2 separate regions of the Mus musculus genome follow, and region 2 is linked to region 1. Evidence: chromatin contacts called from public HiChIP or PLAC-seq data. All regions are on one chromosome and are shown on one strand. The core of a region is the stretch at or near the end of the contact, and the rest is flanking DNA. Distances in the headings are between cores, read along the strand shown. Region 1 has its middle 17 kb from the start of Cldn12. Region 2 overlaps Cfap69 (cilia and flagella associated protein 69).

What was found. HiChIP or PLAC-seq counts read pairs in DNA pulled down with a chosen protein or histone mark.
Region 2: a contact with region 1 is called in a CTCF HiChIP or PLAC-seq map of the NIH/3T3 cell line, with 16 read pairs. The contact joins two enhancer-like sites. A contact is called at or near these places in 2 of 15 datasets of contacts at CTCF or cohesin (the NIH/3T3 cell line and stem cell-derived epiblast-like cells), 23 of 484 Hi-C or Micro-C datasets (3T3-L1-derived adipocytes, the C2C12 cell line, the G1E-ER4 cell line and 11 more), 4 of 115 datasets of contacts at active chromatin or transcription factors (the NIH/3T3 cell line, embryonic stem cells and epiblast stem cells) and 3 of 9 other capture datasets (adipose tissue, liver and pancreatic islet).

Annotation. Positions count from the first base shown.
Region 1 is chr5:5,495,345-5,501,444 of GRCm38.p6, forward strand. No RefSeq gene overlaps it. Among named protein-coding and RNA genes, the nearest start is that of Cldn12, 17 kb to the right of the region's middle. Within about 2 kb of position 1,282, at least 12 of the 459 cell types and tissues checked have an H3K27ac peak or open chromatin away from gene starts, as enhancers often do. A contact at or near this core is called in the C2C12 cell line and the NIH/3T3 cell line, where this site is marked.
Region 2 is chr5:5,621,752-5,628,717 of GRCm38.p6, forward strand. Cfap69 (cilia and flagella associated protein 69) reads right to left here. Exons shown (of 23, transcript NM_172447.2): 7 at 4,258-4,407; 8 at 3,999-4,176; 9 at 169-292. Among named protein-coding and RNA genes, the nearest start is that of Cfap69, 39 kb to the right of the region's middle. Within about 2 kb of position 3,925, at least 28 of the 459 cell types and tissues checked have an H3K27ac peak or open chromatin away from gene starts, as enhancers often do. A contact at or near this core is called in the C2C12 cell line and the NIH/3T3 cell line, where this site is marked.

The DNA.
Region 1 (6,100 bases), core at 32-2,531:
CCCAGATGGCAGCACCAGCTACTCACATTAGGCTACTCCTCACAACAAAGGAAAATTTTAATGCTTTTACCCTTTCAATTCCAACCCCGACATGAAATAACAAAGAGAACTTCTAAATATCCACTGCCCCCTGGAACTGAGAAGAAACATGACCATTACTGGTCTCAACTTATAGAAGAGAAAACCAAGACGCACCAACAGGGAGTTCCAGATGCCAACCCAAAGCCCTGCCCACAGGATGAAGGCTGGTGCGAGAGGTTCCCAGATGCTCCCACTTCATATGCTTCCTGCTGTGTCCTCTTCAGAATACAAGGGATATGGTCTAGTCTGTACAGATATGTATTTAGTTTTGAGATAACATGTTCCTATATAGCCCAAATTGGGCTCCAACTAGTCATCCTCCTGCCTCAGGCACTCAAGTGTTGGCTTACAGAAGTAAGTTAATGTGTTATCACATCCAATTTGTGTGGATCTTGAAAGACAATGGGTTCGTTTTCTCTTTGAGTCCATCAAAGCCCTAAAAATTGTTGCCTCTTAACTTCTGTTCACACTTGATCATCGATGCAGTATCTATAAATTAGCCTTCTTACAAAAATTCATTTGTGACCCAAGGCAACACTCTCTTTGCTTTCATGGACACAATGAGACAAGAGCAGAGCTGAGAAACATTTCCATGGGTGGAGTCGGGGAGTAAGAAGGAAACTCTGCCTTATTGTTTCCGCTCTCATACTGAGAACAACCATCCTTTCTGTTGCCTGCTTACTGTGTATCTCTCTCTCTCTCTCTCTCTCTCTCTCTCTCTCTCTCTCTCTCTCTCTGTGTGTGTGTGAGAGAGAGAGAGAGAGAGAGAGGGAGAGAGAGAGAGTTTTGGTTTTTTTTTTTTTTTTTTTTTTGCTAAAAGCCCCCTGCCTCTGAGGATAATTTGGGATTGCTATGCAGTGTTCACAAGCAGAAGAGCATGGCGTGTCTGCAGGAAAATGAATGCATTAGATAACATTTCTTTCTTATTGAATAATAATGCTGCCAGGCATGAGTTATTAGTGAGACAACATACCCTCATAAATAATGTATCCTTAAGCAGAAGCACAAACAGAATAGTTATGAATTGACCAATTGATTAAAATGTAGCTCGAGGTTCCCAGGCATCCTCTGGGTGCAGTGGCTCAGGATTTGCTAATTCAGTGTCTGTGTTGACCACATTAACTGCCACGGGACAGTGAACATGGGCTATTTAGGCACAATCTCATGTATTGGCTTGAGGTACATGATCTCAGTCCCATGGAATGTTAGGGTTTGTACTAGCCCCTGCCCTTTTCTCCTGTGGGAACTACACAGCTGATTCGGGTGGGACTGAAGATTTGGTTTCTGTTCTGGCTGGTTTTATGTCAATGTTAACCTAGCTAAAGAACCTCAGTTAAGAGAATACCTCCATAAGATACAGCAGAAATATAGGCATTTTCTTAATCAATGATTGATGGAAGAGGTCCCAGGCTATTGTGGGTGGTGCCATCCCTGGTCTGGTGTCCTATGATCTCTAAGAAAGCAGACTGAGTGAGCCATGATGAGCAAGCCAGAAAGCAGCACTCTTCCATGGCCTCTGCATCAGCTCCTGTCTCCAGGTTCCTGCCCTGCTTGAGTTCTTGTCCAGACTTCTTTTGATGATAAACTGTGGTGTGGAAGCATAAGCCACATGAACCTTTTCTTCCCCAACTTGCTTTTTGGTCATGACACTTCACTGCAGCAATAAAAACCATAAGTCAGTTTCTCTTTGGCAAGTTGGTGCTTCAACATCATTCTCTGACAGTGATGGGCAATGAGCGATATGTCTTTGGCTACAAACATCTGGAGGCAGGTTTAAAATGAGAAGCGGCCTCATGAGAAGCTGCAGCTTTGATAGTGGGAACAGTGGGGAAATCTTAGGCACAACCAGAAAAAGAAAAGATACATAAACAGATATGTCGAATCTCATATTTATTCTATGCACTTTCTTATTTCCACGCTTGTCTAAATGAATCATTAATGGTATGACTGCATTGCAAGAGGTAGCTAATATTAAAAGGACCATTAGCTTTCTTCATCTCCATTACAGCTGATATCATGGCCATTAGAAGCTATGGAGATCCTTGTGATAATACTGACCATCTAAGTCCATAGCTCCCTGTAAAACAGAGATCTATTTCTCTAAAGGTATGCATTTTGTGACCAGCATGAACATCAGTGGGGCCTAATACACAGACTTGCTTTTATTAGTAATAAGCATAATTAAGATTCACTCTACCACATGTCTTTTCTGCATCTCCATGATGTCTAACCATGACATCATATATTATGCCAGGAGGATCTGGGATTGTATGGCTGCAGAGGAGAGTCCGGTTTGCGTGGGATAAGTACCCTTGAATTGCACAGCATGAATGAAGAAGGTGTGGCAGAGTCCCAAGTCTGCCTGTTGAAAGCTTATATGTTGCCTTCCCCAGAATCGCTTTACATAATAGTCTACCATAATTTGTGCATTCCTGGTCAAAATGAAAGTTTCATGACCTCTTCAGAAATAAAAAATTTAGGACAGTAATCATACAAGATTGCAACAAGGGCCCTTAGAAGGGTTGGAGTCTGTGACTATACAGGTTTTTTTTTTAACTTTCTAAAGTTTTTTGATAACTTCATACATACATGTGTACTGTATATACACTCCTACAACCCCTCCCTCCTTCCCTGTTTGTTCTCTCTCTCTCTCTCTCTCTCTCTGTGTGTGTGATTATTTCTTTCTTTTTATTGGATAATAATAAAATATAAGATAGAACAAAACCAACACATCAGAACTGGACAAGACAAATAACATTAGAAAAAAGAACCCAAGAGAAGGCACAAGAAGAGAGACCCTCTCACTCAAACACTCAGGAATTCCATAAAAACACTAAACTGGAAGCCATAATATATAGTCAAAGGACCTGAAGGGTAAAAGGAGAGAATCTAAATATTTACATTGTAGGATAAATAACGGAAAAGCCTTCACATGACATTATGAGACAAGGAACCTCCAGAGATGTGACTGAGTTCATTTTCTATTGGCCATTTACAGCAGGGAACGCAGCCTACCCTTGAAAGAAACAAGTTTTCATTTGTAAGTTGTTATCTATTGAAGATGGCTCCTGGGCTAGGGATTGGGGGCATGTGTCCACTTCTTTAAGCTTAGGGCCCCATCTGGTCCAAAGCCATGCAAGCCACTGGCATACTGTCTCAGGCTCTGTGTGTTCAAAAGTGCATTGATCATGATGATTTAGAGGGCCTTGTTTCCTGGGTATCTTCCATCCCTTCTGGCTCTTACACTTTCTGCTTCCTCTTCTGGGAGGTTCCCTGATCCCTGAGAGATTTGAAGAAACTTCTCTAATGATGGCTAAGCAAGGTATTAATTTATTAGGAGTCATTTAATTGCTATTTTTTAAATAGTAGTATTTGGATTTACCCTAGGTCCCTGGGCTATTTAGTCTCAGGTTTTTGGTCACCCAAGCAATGTTGGGTTTGAGTTCCATCTTGTGAAGTGGACCTTAATTCAAACCAGATATTGGGTGATCACTCCCAGAAAGTTTGTGCCACCATTATACTAGGATATCTTGCAGACAGGACAGCACTGTAGATCTAAGTGTTTGTGGCTGGGCTGGTGTTTATGATTCTCCTTTGGTAGTAGAGTGCAGTATTTCTTCTTGTAACAGTGATGCTTATGAGTGAAGGCTCTATGTATACAAAAGGTTAACTTCTCCATGATCACTGAGTTGTGTGTTGGCATCAGTAATGGCGCCTTGCCATCAGTTTGTGGAGAGTAACCCATAGACTGGCATCAGTAATGGCGCCTTGCCATCAGTTTGTGGAGAGTAACCCATAGACTGGCATCAGTAATGGCGCCTTGCCATCAGTTTGTGGAGAGTAACCCATAGGCTGGCATCAGTAATGGCGCCTTGCCATCAGTTTGTGGAGAGTAACCCGTAGACTGGCATCAGTAATGGCGCCTTGCCATCAGTTTGTGGAGAGTAACCCGTAGGCTGGCATCAGTAATGGCGCCTTGCCATCAGTTTGTGGAGAGTAACCCATAGGCTGGCATCAGTAATGGCGCCTTGCCATCAGTGGAGAGTAACCCATAGACTGGTAATACCCTCCGTTGTTTGGGGGTTTCCATCAGACCCCTTTGACCAACAACGCAATGACGTAACCCAATCCTGGTAATGGAAACTTCACTTGGTGACAAGAGATGGTCAGTTGGGGCTCTGTCTCCCATTATTTGGTGATTTTGCTTAGATCACCTTCATATTTGAGTATATATTTTAGGAAGCTCTACTCCATTAGATTTCTATACTACCTGTACTGGCTATTTTTGTGTCAACTTGACACAGCTGGAGTTACCACAGAGAAAGGAGCTTCAGTTGAGGAAATGCCTCCATGAGATCCAGCTGTAAGGCATTTTCTCAATTAGTGATCAAGGGGGAAAGGCCCCTTGTGGGTGGTGCCATCTCTGGGCTGGTAGTCTTGGGTTCTATAAGAGAGCAGGCTGGGCAAGCCAGGGGAGGCAAGCCAGTAAAGAACATCCCTCCATGGCCTCTGCATCAGCTCCTGCTTCCTGACCTGCTTGAGTTCCAGTCCTGACTTGGTGATGAACAACAGCAGTATAGAAGTGTAAGCCGAATAAACCCTTTCCTCTCCAACTTGCTTCTTGGTCATGATGTTTGTGCAGGAATAGAAACCCTGACTAAGACACTACCCCTCAAATGGCCCTTAATTTTAGCAGTCTCTCCCTGTATCCCCTCCTCTCTCACACTTCATTTGATTCTCCTGTCCCAGTCCACCCCCTCCCATCCATCCATAACTTTCTATTCTTTTAACCTTTCCTAGGGCGATCTTCTCCCCCTAACCCCCAAGTCCCTTACTCTAACCTATTTCTGTCGTTCTACAAACTTGGTGAGCACTGACATAACAACTATATCCACATACAAACAAATGCCATAGTTGTCCTTCTGGGTCTCGGCTACCTCCTCACTAGGGATGACTTTTTTTTTTCCTAGTTCTAATTACCTGTGACTTCCATTATTTCATTTTTTAAGTAGCTGACCAAAACTCCATTGTGTAAATGTACATTTTCTTTATTCATTCACTTGTTGAGGGACATCTAGGTTGTTTCCAATTTCTGGCTTTTATAAAAGAGCAGCAATGAACATAGTTGAGCAAGTGTCTCTGTGGCAGGATGAAGCATCCTTTGGGTATATGTCTAAGAGTAGTATAGCTGGATCTTGAGGTATGTCAATTCTCATCTTTCAGAGGAACTGCTGTACTGATTTCCATAGTGGCTGTACAAATTTGTACTTCCACCAGCAAGGGAGAAGTGTTTCCCCTTATCCTTGGCAGTATGACTTGTCCCTGATTCTAGCCATTCTGATGGGTGCCATTTTGTTTGGTTTGTTTGTGGTTTTTTTTTTTTTTTTTTTTTTTTTTTTTTTTGGTTTTTCGAGACAGGGTTTCTCTGTGTAGCCCTGGCTGTCCTGGAACTCACTCTGTAGACCAGGATGGCCTTGAACTCAGAAATCTGCCTGCCTCTGCCTCCCAAGAGCCGGGATTAAAGGCGTGCGCCACCATGCCCAGACTGATGAGTGTTAAGATGTAATCTTCAAGTAGTTTTGATTTGTAGGCATAATGTTTTGTGTGCTATGTAAAGATTATACTTGTATTATTCAAATTTTGCTTTCTCTTCCTCCTTATCTTGTTCCATTCCGGACACGGCACTGTAATGCTTATGTCAAGAATCTCCTGTCTCAAGTTCGTGTAGACAATGCTTACCATCTATTCTCTGCTTTGTCAAGAAAGGTATTCACCCAATGGCTGAGCAGAAGGAGGGACTTTCACCAGCCAGGGGAGGGAAAGAGAGAACTGTAAAATAGATTGAGCCACAAGGAGGGAGGAGACAGGAGACATGACAGTTCAGCTGGAGCATGGAAGATCCTAAATGCAAGTGTTATGGGAATTTTGTCTGGAAGGTAGCCAGATTAGCATAGAGGGCTGAGGTGGATCAATGACTGCCTTGGTATTTCAGTAAAGCTCGATTAAATCTTGGTATCGC
Region 2 (6,966 bases), core at 2,675-5,174, 130 kb after region 1:
CAGATGCTGGGCTCCCAGCAGAATGCAACAGAGTGGCAGGATAGAGGTGACTACTGAGACATTAAAATACAGTTTAGCAGTGCAGTAACACAGATAAACACTAAGACATAATTTAGAGTACCCCCACCACTTTCACCGTTACAGTTAATATGGTCCATGCGTACTCACAATCATCGGTGCTCCAGGGTTCTGAGCTATAATTGTGGTGATAACTAATATATCATTTCTAAGCTGACGCTCATAGTGACTATGCCCCCTCACAAAGAGGTTTTTAAATACTTCTTTCAAAGCCCTAGAAAATAAAATGTTAGAAAAGGATACCGTTAAACACAAAAATGTGTTTCTTCAAAATTCGTTTGTCGAAACCCTCCCTTGTGTGAAGTGTATCGAGAAAGTGGGTTTAGGGGAAGCATTTAGACCACAAGGGTGGAGCCATTATAAAGGAATCAAGGTCTTTACAACAGGAAGCCCGAGTGCGCTTGCCCGAGCGCGCTGGCTCTTGCCCGGTTCCTTCCCTGTGAAAGGAGGAGTCAGCCTGCTGTCCAGAAGAGCATGTTTATGGCAACTCAGCCATGCTGGCACCCAGAACTGATTTCTACCCTCTAAGACAGTGAGAAAACAATTTCTGTTGTTTTTAAACTACAAATCTCTGAATCTCTGAAGGCTGAACTAAGACATATTTCTATGGAAATATGCCTTTATCAGTAAAATCCCACTTTTAATTTTAGACTTTGCCCAAAGTCTTTCTCTTCTTTTATCCTTCCCAATCTGCTTCTAATTCACAGCAATGTGCCAGAAGAGAACCCACTAATCTAACTGCATACAGCGGCCAACGCGATTGCTCTACATGCTTTAATCCCATCCTGTTACAGCCACCCAAAGCGTCTCTTTACTCTCAGGCTAGGTTCTCTCTTCTAGCAGGCTTCCCGGGGCTCTGCTGATATGTTCTTGCTCTCGCTGGAACCTCAGCTCTAAGCAGTCTGTTGTACTCTTCCACTCCCATCATACTCAACTTCTCTCAGTCCCTCCCACCCCCCAATGATTTTTACTTCTTTCCTACGGTGATGCCCTCTGCAAAACTCTTTTCCTGTGACTCACTCCTAATCTCTGAGATCCTGCTAAGGTTAATGAGCACAAGGAAGCATAAACAAGCTTAGTTCCAGGTCAGACTTCTTAGAAGACAGTCATAGATTTTACGTCTTGGGACCCATTTGCAGTTTTCTTTGTAATAACGTTATATTTCTTATTTAGACATTCACTCTTCCTAGCTTGTGGTTCTGTGGGAATGACGTCAAGAGAGTGGAAGACAGCACCAATAGCTAGAGAAGAGCTAAGTCCTCAGTTTTGCTGAGATCTGAATAAAGTGGCTCACTTTTAAAAAGCTGCATCCTCAGCAGTCGGTGTTCTAGTTTCTTTTCTGTGATAAAACACTGACCAAAGCAACTTCGAGGAGGGAAGGATTTATCTGGCTTACACTTCCACGTCACAGTCCATCACTGAAGTCAATAAAAGAAGCCAAGCAGAAACTCGATGACAGAAACCATGGAGGAAGTCTACTGGCTGGCTCACTTACAGGCTCATGCTTAGCTAGTTTTCTTGTACACTCTAGAACCACTGACTACGCATTGGTGCTGCTCACAGTGAGCTAGGCCATCTTATACTAGTTACAATAAAGACAGTCACTCACAGACATACAGGCCAATCTGATCTGACCAATCCCTCTCTGTCGACTCTCTTTCCAGCAGTTAGAGACTGTGCCACATTAACATTTAAAGCTAAATAGAACAGTACGGTTGGTTTTTTGGGTCACATGACAACAAAAATACATTCATTCATATTATTCTAAAAAATGATGTGATAACTTGCAAAAATCTTTCATTATGCTTATACTTTTTTTTATCACGTATGTACTTATTTTTGTCTATAAATGTAAGAGAAGGTCGGTCCATTCTAGTTTTTAATTAAAAATTTACTTTAGAATATATATATACATATATGTTTGTGTTTTGCTTTCAGGTGTGTCTTCACTACATGTACATGTGTGTTCCAAGGGAGGTCACAAGAGGGCATTGGATCCCATGAAACTGGAGTTATGAGTAGTTGTGAGTTGTCATGTGGGTGCTGGGAATCAAACCTAGGTCCTCTGCAAAAACTTAACTGCTGAGCCATCTCTTTGGCTTTTATTTTATTTTATTTTATTTTATTTTATTTTATTTTATTTTATGTTTTAAAATGAGAGTCTCACTATGTAGCTCTGTTTGGCCTGGAGCTCACTCTTGAACTCACAGAGATTCCTAAATCTGCCTCCTAAATTCGGGGATTAAAGGTATGTTGCTTACTACACCTAGGCTTTAGTTATATTATTATAATCTCAGACCGACCCAAGCACAACAGACAATAACCATGCGTTAAATAAGTAAATTACTTGAAACTTTTTTGAATACTTGTGCACATATTATTGACAATTTTAAATATATAACTGGAAAGGTAGTAAATACTAATCAGAAACCTAATGAATAAATAGTTCTAAAAGTCTAATTTTTACTTTATCCATCTGTAGAGGCACAATTTATCTATGTAATAAGACACTTTTAGAGCATCCTAGAGACAAGTGTGATTTCTCCTGGGCATGGAGGCATAGTTGTACTTAATTTCAGTACTGGGAAGGAAAAAGGAGACCATCCTCCCTCAGCTATATTGCATGTTTCAGGTCAGTCTTACTACATAAAACCTATCTCAAAACTCACAATACAACAAAAATCTAGCTTCTTATTGCAGGCATGATTTCATTCACTGTGTGAAGTTTACCATTGTGTTATCCAAATGCTGATTGCTTTTGCCCTCATATCTTGTTTCAATCTGGACATGGCTTTGTTATGCTTATTCTTAAAAGCTCTGGTCTCAAGATTGTGTAAACACTGCTCTTCATTCATTCTCTGCCTTGCCAATAAAAGCCCACAGCCAATACAGCTTTAGAGAGAATAAGTGAGACTCCAGTTCTAGGCGGGGCAGAGAAAGAGTCAGGAAGTGAAGGAGGGAGCTGTGAGGGAGGTGGAGCAACTATCAGAAGAGGAGAGTTGGATCAAGAAAGGATAAAAAAATCAGGTAAGATGGGAATGTTGTCTGGAGTAAGTCTGACTAGCTTGGAAGTTTATAATGGAGTAATAATGGCTCAAGGCAATTTAATAAATCTTAGTCTTTCTATGTGGTTATTGGGGAATTAGCTAGCTAAGAAATACAGCCACCAGATTAATTTACTGATTACATTGTATTAAAAATAATTTCTTTTATAAATTGTGCTCCATGTTGGGCATCAATTTGTTTTGGTAATTATTATTAGGGGGTTTTGCTACATCCCCTTGTTGCCTTTAAATATCTATTAGGGATTTCTACACCACTTTAGATCATTTAATTCCCAGTTAAAAGACACAGAACCCTTTAGATTTATAATAAGCTTAAGAGTACTAGAACTGGGCAGATATCAACTCTTTCTGCAATTTTGTCTACTTCCCTGAGGTGATCCTCGAGATATCACTCGCCATGTTCCTCCTAGGAATTCCTATTCCAGAAGGCCAACCCCCAGAGCCATGTTCTCACAACCCACCTATTCCATGGTGATTTCCTTCCTCCCTCCTCTCTCCTTCTCATGGTCCCTACCTCTGATCCCAAGCCCAGGAATCTGCTCCTCCAACCCAACCCAGGCTGTAGGAATCCTTATTATCCAATCAGGGATAACTTGAGGGGCAAGGTTTACATAGCATCATTTGGTATGTGCTAGGATCTCCCCCTCAGGGGCAACCAGACTTTGGGAGCCAGTATTTAGTAGCTGAATACATAGCAGCACCAGACCAACCCCCTACATCTTAGTATGGAGATTTCATGAAATGCAGCCTTCAGATGAATCAGAATTTAACTGAACACAGATTCAAAGTTGTGGTTATCTATCATTGGCTATGCTTCAGGGCAGAAGACATTCCTATCTATCTACGTGCACTTACAGCAGGCATTCCAAGTTACTAAGCTGTTGTATAATTTCCTCCTTTGAAGATTTTTCCAGTAAATTCCAAAGTACTTCTGATGAACGAAATAAAAGCTGTCCTGAGGGATCTGGGTCATTGAGGTGAGCACAGATTCCGCTGGCTGCTTGGGCTTTCACCATTAAAGTGCAATTAACTCCTGAAAATTAAGTTTAACAAACTATTTATACTGCATAGACTGTTAGAATGAAACATTTAAACTCAGTAGTGCTATACACACCAGAAGTAGAGAGATGCTGCAGGACTTTCAGAACCCAGAGTTTCTCGACAAGCTGATTCTCAAGCAGGAGTGCCGACTGGACCATTGCCTTCGCCAAGCCACCGACCTCTACCATTTTAATCTTGTAGGATGAACTCACCTGCTGGTAGCCTAACACAGCAACACGGGCAGTTATTTCACAAAGTGATCATTTAGTAAGAGAAACAACTTGGAAAACTTTTTAAAGGACATGTGACATTTATACCTTGTACAATACAGGAATGGACAACGTTTTCTATAAAGGGCAAGATGGTATTTGCTTATTCTTTACAGGTTAGTAAGATTTGTCTTTCAAGTATTTAGCTCTAGATGTTGTAGCACAGTATCATCGCAAAAAGAAAATCATAAGTAATATGAAAATAAATGGACATGGTTGTGTGCATAAAGTTTAATTTGCAGTAACTCTGGTTTTGTCCTGTGGACCTCATAGTTTTTGGCCTTGAAATAAATGCACAGATTTTGGAAACAATCTTAAATTCTAAAAAACAAACAAACAAAAAACAAGAACCAAAACAAAACCAACAACGAAACAAACAAACAAATGCAGCTATCTGCCAGTAAGTAGTAACTTTCTGTAAGGCCAAGCATGGTGGACAAATACTTTACATTTTCACTCTATGGGACAAAGTACCGCTTCATGTGTTTCAAAGGATAAGGATTACATCACATCAGTAGGAAATGAGAGGGGAGATGTAAATGATTGTGAATACACAGCTATTTTAGGGCAGCTGAACAGCGTGACCTCACAAAAACTTCATTTTGCCATAGGTCCTACGAGACCCTATCACTTTTGCTGGTTGCACAAGTGCCTGCCTAACTATGTTTAGTCACAAGGATTAAAGAATTCACAGTGAGGTGAAGCTATATTTTTTCAATGATCTCCCTTATGACTTCTTGATATCGTGACCTTTAAAAACAACTAGACTCTTTAACCTTGGCATAGTTCTGAGTTGTCTGTCAGTTTGCCTTAACTGTGAGAACTTGGTTTCTGAGCTATAGACATGTCCCTATCTATTCCTGGGATGGGTTATGTAATTCTTTAAGAGATTTTTGTGTTTCCTCTTTAAGGGCTGCTACCTGTTTACCTGCGTTCTCCTGTATTTCTTTAAGGTAGTTATTTATGTCCTTCTTTTTACATATATAAATATATATATATTATTAGGTGTTTTCTTCGTTTACATTTTCTGTGCTATCCCAAAAGTCCCCCATACCCTCCTACCCCACTCCCCTACCCACCCACACTCCCCCTTCTTGGCCCTGGCATTCCCCTATACTGAGGCATATAAGGTTTGCACGACCAATGGGCCTCTCTTTCCACTGATGTCCGACTAGGCCATCTTCTGATACATATGCAGCTAGAGACACGAACTCCGGGGGGTACTGGTTAGTTCATATTGTTGTTCCACCTATAGGGTTGCAGATCCCTTTAGCTCCTTGGATACTTTCTCTAGCTCCTCCATTGGGGGCCCTGTGATCCATCCAATAGTTGACTGTGAGCATCCACTTCTGTGTTTGCTAGGCCCCGGCATAGTCTCACTAGAGACAGCTATATCTGGGTCCTTCCAGCAAAATCTTGCTAGTGTATGCAATGGTGTCAGCGTTTGGAGGCTGATTATGGGATGGATCCCTGGATACCCAGCTAGCTCAGTGGGTAGAGCATGAGACTCAATCTCAGGGTTGTGGGTTCGAGCCCCACATTGGGCGAGATGTTATTTTGGGCTGGAGAGAAAGCTCAGCCGTTAAAGGCTAGGCTCTCAACCAAAAATATTTATGTCCTTCTTAAAGTCCATCATCATAGATGTGATTTTAAATCAGAGTCTTGCTTTCCAGTGTGTTGGGGTATCCAGGGCTTGCTGTGGTGGGAGAACTGGGTTCTGATGATGCCAAGTAGCCTTGTTTTCTGTTGCTTATGTTCTTGCCCTTGTCTCTCGATATCTGGTTATCTCTGGTGTTAGCTGGTCTTGCTATCTCTGACTGTGGTTTATCTCTTTCGTAAGCCTGTGTGTCAGCACTCCTGAGAGACCAGTTCTCTCCAGGAGGAATCTGGGTATGGAGATCTGTGGCAAAGGGTCAGCACCAGGGTGCAGATGGAAACTGGAAGGATCCTGTCCCAGCTTCCTCTTCAGTTCCTGTGTCCTGAGGGTTCTGGGTGGGTCCCTCTTGGGCCAGGTATTCGAACAGAAGATATTCTTAATTTTAATTCTATCTATTTCTTTTGGTGTATGTCTGTGGCAATGTGTGCCATGACCCATGTGTGTAGAGGTCAGAGGACATTCTTAGAATTGGTTCTTTCCTTTGACTCCATGAGTCCTGTTGACTGAACTCAAGCCACCAGCCTTGGCAGCAGACACCTTAACCCACTGAGCCATCTTGCCAGTTCTGTCTTCTTTCCTTTAAAAGACATCACTATATTGCCGAGTTAATTCTAAGCTTGTGTTCTCAATCACAACTTCTCATGTGTGCTTTAAGGATTTTGCTTTTCCATTTCCCATTTAGGAGCTTCTAGCTTGTTTACCTACAAATTTCATTTCTACATCAAAAAGCTAATAACAGATTCCATGTAATTGTCCTTTGAGTTTGCTTCCAGCTAAGCTGTCCAACATCTTGTTTTCTTTATCATTTCAACTCTAAATATGAGTTTGAAGTGACTGCTTCTGTTCTCATGATCCT